Regions from separate parts of the Zea mays genome. Here region 2 is linked to region 1. Evidence: chromatin contacts called from public Hi-C data. All regions are on one chromosome and are shown on one strand. Each heading gives the region's core, a stretch centred on a gene start, on an enhancer-like site or on the middle of the called end of the contact. The rest is flanking DNA. Distances are from core to core; before and after follow the strand shown.

Evidence for each region. A called contact is a pair of places that touch in the nucleus more often than the background predicts.
Region 2: a Hi-C map of tassel shows a contact between it and region 1, with 3 times the contacts expected there. The contact joins the enhancer-like site here to the promoter of LOC103629160 in region 1. A contact is called at or near these places in 4 of 25 Hi-C or Micro-C datasets (ear, leaf and tassel).

What each region holds. Positions count from the first base shown.
Region 1 is chr6:31,194,495-31,199,469 of Zm-B73-REFERENCE-NAM-5.0, forward strand. It overlaps LOC103629160 (peroxidase 43), which reads left to right and starts at 3,353. Exons shown (of 4, transcript XM_008650336.4): 1 at 3,353-3,822; 2 at 3,926-4,111; 3 at 4,202-4,364; 4 at 4,436-4,975. The coding sequence starts at 3,571. The coding sequence ends at 4,860.
Region 2 is chr6:31,639,773-31,644,642 of Zm-B73-REFERENCE-NAM-5.0, forward strand. No RefSeq gene overlaps it. Among protein-coding and RNA genes, the nearest start is that of LOC100283852, 220 kb to the left of the region's middle. Within about 2 kb of position 3,214, at least 13 of the 20 cell types and tissues checked have an H3K27ac peak or open chromatin away from gene starts, as enhancers often do. A contact at or near this core is called in ear, leaf and tassel, where this site is marked.

The DNA.
Region 1 (4,975 bases), core at 2,103-4,602:
CAAATCCCAGACCCGCGCGCACTATGACTTCTTTTTGTGCACGCTCGATCACGATGACTTCTTTTACTGCACCGGAGGGAGTATAAGTCTACGACGAGGTTTATAAGGATTCGGTTATCAACATCAGTGTTATTTGTACATACGGTTTCTTAATAAATCTGTCTATAAAAATCATATTTCTAATGTCAGTTCTTAAGAAAATCTGTTAGCGGATTTTTTTAAAAAAAACCGATGTATATTTTTATATATGGTTTTCTTAAAAAACCGACACTAGAAATCATTTTTAACTTGATTTTTTGAGAATTCCAAATGGCCTCGTATAAAAAAATAGCAAAAAAGTTGTTGATCTCTAAAAGTTATGAAACTTTGTAGTTGACATTTTTTTATTTGAGATCATTTCGGTTCTCAAGAATTAAATTTGAATATGTCAAATTTAAAATACAAATCTGTTAAACAACCTCGAATGGAAAAGGTATCGAAATAAAAGTTGCAGAACTTCAAAAGTTATTCAACTTTGCAGTATACAACTTCTTTTTAGAATTCATTTAAGGCCTCAAATAATAAATTTACATTCCGCTGGTTATAATACGTGAGCAACAAAATCGCTTTCTAGGCACATGGCATGACATGGGTGCGATGGTAGAAGAGGATTCATACAAGGGTGAGTCAGCAGGTCAAATCCCATGGACATCGTAGAGTGGATGGGGCCTCCCCTAGTTAAAATATTTTTTTGCTATTTAAAACTAAGTGGAAAGGATTTCTACTTGCGGTTTTTAAGACACCGTAAGTGAAAGTTTTCACTGGCGGTTCTCAATTAATAGATATGAAAAATATTATTTATACTAGCCTCTAGCGTTGGCAGTTATGAAAAAAGACAGTACAAATATATTTAGAACCGCCGGTATAGAGTTTCTCTGTACTAGTGTGGAACAAGCAAAAACAACACATATGTGGTAGCTTTTATTTGCACTAAGATAGGAAGCACAAGAGAGTAGGACTCGAACCATATTCTTTGCATATTCCTAAACCAATCGACCTAGCTGTGGGTTCGACCACCCGCGCTCGGTCCCCTGCACACACCCTTCCACCCACGCATGTACGCTCCCTCGAGTCAATTTCAGCCATTATATAAAGCTGATGTCAGCCATTCGTGTTTGTTCACTGTTTCATGGAATTGATGTCAGCCACCTCGATTTTGTTCAGCCATTCTTATTTTAGCAACCATTTCATGATAGTTCTCTCAGCCATTCTTGTGATGATAGTGGAAGTGAGATAAATATGTCAAGTGGAATCTAGTTTTGAAGTTTTCGTCGCGAAATTGATTTCAATTTCGACACACAGTTTGATAGATATCAAATTTTAAGTGAATAGTGAATCATGAATGCATTTATGGACCCACGAGAGAACTGGATGCAATTTACATGCGTGCTAAGGTGGTTGTGTGGTTTGGACGGGTGCACACAGGTGTCTGTCTAGTTCGGATATGACGGCTCAGGATCAGCCTAGATGATGAATAACGCTTCCGTATATGTCGTCACCTAGGTGATGGACCCATCGATACATCATCTAGACCGACCGACCTAGATGTTGGTCCAACCAACCGACCGAGCGCACCCGCCTTGGTCTCCTGCGCACACCCCTTCCATCTGTGTTGTGTGCTCAGTTGCGCTCAAGCCATCTTCACGATTTCAATCATTCTATAAAATTTATGTCAGCCATTCACGTTTTGTTCATCCATTCGATGGAATTGATGTCAGCCACCTCGGTTTTATTCAACCAATCGGGATTTTCAGTTCAACCATTTCTAGTTTTGTTCTCCATTCTCATTTTGTCACCCATTTCATGAAAATTCTCAACCATTACCGATCTATTGAGCCATTCTCGCGATAGTGAGAGTATAAATATGCCAACTAGGATAAGAACCCACTTCGTAGCATCGTACTATCTGTTATTAACCGATTCGAGGTAGGAATTACTTATAATATCGAGCTTGACATTATTGGTTTTATGTCAGTTAATACATAGAGTAATTCTCAATATAGAAGTAAAAATAAGATATAATAAAAAAGGATCGATTTTTTTTTACTAAAATAGGATCTAAATAGGAAAGAACACTTGTTCGATGATTATTAAAAACATCCTAAAAGCATCCGGTCCAAATATAGCATTGAGATTCTGAGAATGCCGTCCCAATCACCACTTCACCAGATGACATAATGGAGGTGCAAGCAGCAATGATGCCATTACTCATGAGCTCAGCCAAATCATGCGCGTCGATGGCTACCTGCGGATTTATTTAGGCATTCCAACTTTTTTGTAATAGCAAGATAGATAAAATTCTTTTTATATATTACATATAGACATCTCTTACTAATGGGTGCTACAGTTTAGAACTTTATTTTTAATACCTTTTAGCACCTTTTAGTATTCGTGTTTGTTCTCTAAGTGATAAAGTTTATTAAAAGTGTACCTAAACTTTACCGATGTGGATCAAAAAGGCCATTACAATAACTTAGTGGAGTTTTATCCAGGTTTCATTTGCATCTGGGACATTTTTGGGTAGAGCTGCCATCGATTTCAGCTACTGTAAGACTGTGTCCAGCATTTGATCCATAGTTTACTCAAAACATCGTTTTTGTAAGTTCTGTATTGTATATTGTACCGTTCGCATAATAGAGTTTGAATATAGGTATGAGAATGTGTAATCTGTTAGAAATAGTCTAATATAACTACACTGTTCACGTAACATTCACGGGAGCATTTCTCTCTCCTTCTCACACAGAGCCATTGGAGCTAAGCTAGTGGGAGCTCTAACGAAGTGGCCTTAACAAGCTGCCAATAGACATTTTTATGATGTGGCACCATTTTCAATATTGAGAGAACAATGAGGCTTACGGACATTGACGAATCTAATCAAAAATATTATTGGGGTCATTGGAATCAACTTCTATATATAATATAATATTTCTAACTTTAACAATATTTTATTAAAAGATTTGTAAATTTTATGGGGGTCGACACCGGTAAAACCCCATAGATCCCGCGCTGCTTACGGAGGAGGTTGAAATTCGTATTGAGTCAAGAAATTAAGTATTTGTAAAACTATAAAATAAAACCATATGTTGAGATCGTCGTTTATTTCATTTAAATTTTATAAGATTTTATTTGATATGATAACAAGGCTACCAAAAATTGCCAATGAGCTCACCTTGTCGTCAAGATCAGTCCAAACCGCGCCTCCGTCAAGTTGTCGAGCTTGTTCGCTTGGCTTTAATTTATACTAGTTTCTACAGTGTTTTGTCTTTATGAATTGCAGCTGCAACATTCTGAATAGGTAGCTTTAATCCAAAACGAACAATAACTCTCATCCCTTCAAGATTTTGGCAGCTTGTTTGGTACTATACTCATGCTGCGTGAGTCCAGCAATCCGTATGGATTGGAAGCCACATGTGGGATGCGAGTGTAGACATTTCTCAAGACAAGTTCCACGGCTAGCCATATATGCCGTCCATTAGAGCCGGGTCGGCCTAGGCCAGCAAGTTGCATTAGTTTAATTTGGAGCTACCAACAATGGCGGCCAGACGAGGCGGCATGGCGTCCGGAGCTGGAGCGGCGGCGGCGCACATCGCATCATCGATGGTGTTGTCTCTGTTGCTTGTTGGAGTTGGCGTCTCCCGTGCCCAGCTCCAGGTGGGCTTCTACTCCGACTACTGCCCGGACGCCGAGGACACGGTCACCGCCGCCGTCCAGGACGCCGCCGGCAACGACCCCACCATCCTCCCCGCGCTGCTCCGCCTCCAGTTCCACGACTGCTTCGTCAAGGTACGTACGTGTGTCTGTGTGTGAGCACCATCCGGCCGATTAATACTTACTAGCTTTTACGTGTCTGTGTGTGTTCGCCGGCGCGCCGGCAATATATATGCAGGGGTGCGACGCGTCGGTGCTCATCAGGAGCGCCAGCAACGACGCGGAGGTGGACAACGGCAAGAACCAGGGCCTGCGCGGCCAGAACGTGGTGGACGCCGCCAAGGCGCAGCTCGAGGACCAGTGCCCCGGCGTCGTCTCCTGCGCCGACATCATCGCGCTCGCCGCGCGCGACGCCGTCGCCATGGTAACATATAGTATTACCTAGCTAGGTAGATGCATGATGGTAGAGTACCTGCTGACGCGCTGGAAACTGGAATGCATGCCATGCCATCAGACGGGCGGGCCGTCGTTCGACGTGCCCACGGGGCGGCGCGACGGGCTGACCTCTAACATCCGCGACGCCGACGTGCTGCCGGACGCCGGTGACTCTATCAGCGTGCTCCGGTCACGCTTCGCCGCGAGCGGACTTGACGACCGCGACCTCGTCCTCCTCACAGGTAGGTACTTCACCTTCACTACGTGCATATGGACATGGACGCGCATGACAGTGCAACGAGACCGGCCGCAGCGGCGCACACGGTGGGCACGACGGCGTGCTTCTTCGTGAAGGACCGGCTCTACAGCTACCCGCTGCCGAGCGGCGGGAGGGGGCCGGACCCGTCGATCCCGGCGTCGTTCCTGGCGGAGCTCGAGGACCGGTGCCCACCGGGCAACTTCAACACGCGGCTGGCGCTGGACCGCGGCAGCGAGAGCGACTTCGACGACTCCATCCTCCGGAACATCCGCTCTGGCCTCGCCGTCATCGCCTCCGACGCCGCGCTGGCCAACAGCAACGCCACCCGCGCGCTCGTCGACGCGTACCTGGGCCCCTGGGCGGGCAGCTTCGAGCAGGACTTCGCGGCCGCCATGGTTAAGATGGGCACCATCGGCGCCATCACCGGGGACGACGCCGGCGAGGTCAGGGACGTCTGCTCCGCGTTCAACAGCAATTGATCTCGGTCGTACGCGTCATCGGTGCGCGGCGTTGGCGTCACATAAAAAGAGAAACGAGAATTTCTGTGTAAACTGAATTTGGTTTCTCGAGTGGATTAGTTAGATTCCAAAATTG
Region 2 (4,870 bases), core at 1,964-4,463, 450 kb after region 1:
CTAATCAAAGAGGATCCCAAGGCCGCTCATAACCGTGAGCACGACTGATATATCAGTTTCTAATCCCTCTGCAGAGGTCGCACACTTTACCCACGAGTCATGATTCCCTTTCTGCCCGGGGAGAGATAATCCCCATTAACCACTACCTAGGTGGCCTGTCGGGGTATCACTACGTAGCCTTTAAAAAGACTCCCCTGGTGCATAGTTGCTCGTTAGGTTTTGCCAGTCGTACAAATGCAGTACACCTCACCAAGGTGGGTGACTAACAAAACCAAATCGAATGAACCTCTGCACCCCCCCTTGGCAGAGCGAGCACTATGCCCCGACCCCATTGACGGCCCTCAGGAAAAGCCAACTACACCCCCATGTTCATCTAATTAATCAGCTAAGGGTGTCCCATTCCACCATCATGGTTGCACTGTTATCCCGGGTAGTCACTCCACGAACAGGTCCTTACGGAGAGGTACTCAGGAAAATGGCCTGAGCCCCCTAGAGTATCACAATATCATCATCGGGATAACGTTATCGTATCATAAATAATCACATCATGTTCATTGATTAAGTTAAAGCAATAGCATAAGGCTAACCATGATAACCCAAAAGGTAAACAAGGATAAGGTAAATACAGACTAGTCAATCCTTAGGTTTGAATAATGTAATGCGGGACAGTGAATTATAAAATATGTATGGGTCAGAGGACACTTGCCTTCACCAAACAGATGCTCGGGGTCTTCAATCTCCTAGAACTCGAAGAGTTTTTATCTCTTGGTCGCCGAAGCTTGATCTTCGATCCCTCGAAGCTCGGAAACGGATCACAATCTATTCGCGACGCACAACGAATACAAACACGCACAAACAAACACACACACACACACACACACATATATATATATATATATATATATATATATATATATATATATATATATATATATATATATATATATATATATATGCATAAGAACATTACACCATTCAAATAAAAACATAATAAAATATGCAAAACGAAATAGAGAGCGTTACTACGGTCACGCGAGGCGGTCGAGAAGTTATCGTGTCTACACTAAACGAGTATTAATCATAACATTTAGTTTGACCTGATTATATTAATCAATATTTATTTAAAATGAAACTAGAGCTACCGCACTGTTTTAATTAGCTGACCACACTAACAATTCTTAGTTAAATAAGTAATTTAAATAACATCAGCGACTCTAAGTGGGACGAATTAGCGGAGCGAGATGAAATACGTAACGCTCGAAACAGCACGACCGCACGTTACCTAGCGCGCGCATCACGCGCGACACGCGTATACAACGTGACAACGGCGAACCCAACACGACAGCGTGCAAACGACGCGCGGACACGCGCGACATATCACACTGACGACACACGAAACAGCGCGAACGAGCACGCCACGTGCAGAACAGCACGCGCGACAGGTGAGAAAACTAAATAGGTGACACGTTTATACTAAACAAATGTTAAATAAATAGAAAGTAGTTAAGATAATATTTGTCATGTTAATATTTATTATAAAAGCCCAAGTGGAACACTACACATTTAATCTAGTTAGAACAATAATCTAATAAATATTAATCGAGCGAATCTTATGTTAATTATCTAAAATATATAACCTCACGAGTTAACCTTATTAATATGAGTGTTTATAAGCGAAAAACAATTTATTATCACGCGCAGACGTCGCGCGACACACGCGAACAACGTGCAACGACATGTGCGACCGGCACACGCGACACTCGCGAATGACACACGACGACATATGCGAAACAACATTACGGCACGCGAGACAATACGCAAGACAGCGTGCGACATGCGAGCAAATGACGCACAAACGATGTCGTGCGTGAACAACAACGAACAAATAATTAATTAAAAGTATTTAAGCTGGTATTAATCAAGTTAATTAACATTAGTATTTATAAAAACCCGAGTTAAAAACTACAACCTAGTTTTAATTAGAAGATCGTTTTTGAATAACTATAGAATACCGAAAATGTGGATAATTAATTAATCAATTAAACTTGCGACATGACTAGATAACATTACTACTACAAAATCGACGTTGCTACAGAGTTGACGCGACTGAAGAGAATAAAAACGGGTTTATGACACAATATATATTGAATAGCTAACAATTCGTGGCTAATAAACAATTTCTTAAAGCGCCCGAATCGCGACTCGCGAGAACGACGACACATAAACATCACACACGATCGTCGTACGGATAGAACATGCGAGAATCACTAACTAAATGTTGTTTTTATACTAAACACTAAATAGATATTAAATACAACATCTAAGTTGTTAAAATCACATTACCACGTATTTATAATCGCATAATTAAAATCATAAATTTGATCCAATTGAGTATTCAATTTAATGACCGACAACTAAGTAGGAAATTAATTAGCGCAGGGAATAGACGCAGAATTCTCACCTTGCGACGATGGCGGACGGCGAGGCAAGTCGACGACGTGTTGCGCGTACGACGTACAGCACGAGCGACGGTGAGGCTGCAGCTACGCCACGCAGACTGCGTCAGGGTTGCCGCGGGCACGTCGCGCAGGCTACGTCGGGCCACGTCGGGGCTGATGCGGGTAAGCCACAAGCTACCATGCCGGCTGCTGTGCAGGCTGCCACGGGCAAGCCGCGAGAACGCCGCCGCGCAAGGCTGCGAACAGCCGCACCGGGAGCACAGGGCTGCACCGTGGGTGGCCAGGCTGCATCGACTGGACATGGCCGCTCGGCTGCAGGGAACGGAAGGGGAGGGAGGAAAAAAAGGTAGACGGCGAGGTGCAGGCGCAGGTCGACGGCCGCGATGGCGAGCAGTGGAGGATGAGCGCCAGGCGCTGGGGCATGGGATGAAGAAGGGAAAAGGGTACCTGCTCACGGTGACCGTCGACGGCGGCCGAGCACGACGTGGGCGGAACTCCGGGCGCAGGCTCCTAGTGCAGACGGCTGGGTGGCGAGTCGAGCTCGGTGCTGGCGGAGCTCCGGGTGCGGGCTCCTCTTCGTCTGCTGCTGTGTATGGGAAAAAACGAGGGAAGGCAAGCGTTGAACTGCATAGAGAAGAAGTGGGGCGTGGGCTGGGCAGTTGGAGTGGCATGGGCGCGCGTCGTGGGGCTGAGCGGGAGCGAGTGGCGTGGTAGGTAGGAGCGGCTCGGCGGTTCGTCCATGAGGCTCGCGGGCACTGCATGCACGATGTGCTGGGATGCATGTACGTGGGCTCCACATGCAATTTCTCCTCACGCACACACACCATGGGAGTCGGCATGCAAGCGGGGTCCATGCGGTTCCTTCCTGCTTCCACGCACAAAACGGTTCATGCTTCCTCCGTCTCTTCTCCAATGGAAAAAAACTAGCAGCAAGCACAAGGCCGCGGAGGACTGCATAGCCAACCTTGGCCGAAGGCAGTGCGCACGCAACTTGATGGCTGGCCGCCGCCATGGCCACGGCTAGCGGCTGCAGTCGGCCAGCTGCCGTGCGCAGAGGCCTGACCCTGCCTTGCCGCGTCCGCCGGAGCGGTTGGTGGCTGCGCAAGGGTGAGAGAGTAGCGAGGCTGAGGGGACGTGGGGTTCAAATGATACATCAACGTGGGACGGTTGCTGAACCAGTCAGGGAATGGGGAGTGGGTCTGCTTTCTTCTTTTCCTTTTCTATTTACTCATTTTATTTAGATATATATATATATATATATATATATATATATATATTTATATACATATGAATGTATTTGTTTATTTTAGATCGTGTCCAACTAGCATAAATGTGGTAGCAGACAAAAATTGTGCTTCGGCATGAAATGCAACAACCAAAATTTTCTCCAGGATTTTATTTTACTATGCTAAAAATTTATACATATATAAAATTACTCTTCACCATTCAGAATAAAGAAAAGAAAAGCAAGAAAAAGAGAGGGTAACACCTGAATTTGGTGAATATTAGAAAATAAATTTTATACCCCCAAATTCAGGGTGTTATAAATCTAACCCCCTTAACAGAATCTCGTCCTCGAGATTCAAGAAGAGGCTAGCAAGAAAATGAGATTGGTTAATTATTCTTTCATAGCTTCTTCTAACTCAGCTTTAACTCTGCCAGCTTAATTATGGATTGGTTGCTTTGACCTTCAGGTGCTTGAGACCAATCGATACAATTCTTGAGGATCTCATGGACCTGTGGGTTAGGACCCACACACGCTTCCGCTGCGCCACTCTGATCTTGTTGGTTGATATTGATCGCATTGTCTTCATTGGGGTTAGTAGCTAACCCCCTTAACAGGAGCGTTGATACACATTTGGTGAAGATGCTGCCAACTCTGATCTTGACTAATTAAGAGAAGGTCTCCTCATAACAGCGGGCGCAGCAAGAACATCGGCGACAATGTCCTCAGGCACCACAACACCAGGCCTCCTCATCAGGATTCGCCCGGCAAGAACAACCTTGTCCATGGCCTTGTCGCACACCGCTTTCATAAAATCCACCCAAAGCTTAGGGCTACACCCAAAGCTCGGTGCACCCAACAACAGTACAAAAAGTTAGGCCATGCAACGAACCCACAGGCATGACCAGAAACCTTTGAGTCGATTACTTCTAAAATCCACTCAAAGCTCGGGGGCTACACCCATTGGGTGCACCTTCGGTGCACCCAACAGATTCACAATATCTTCAGGCCGAAATGCTGATTTCAAAAGCATAAAGATGAAGACCTTTGAATGGATTACTTCTAAAATTCACTCAAAGCTCGGGGGCTAAACCCTTTGGGTGCACCTTCGGTGCACCCAACAGATTCACAATATCTTGAGGCCGAAATGCTGATTTCAAAAGCATAAAGATGAAGACCTTTGAAT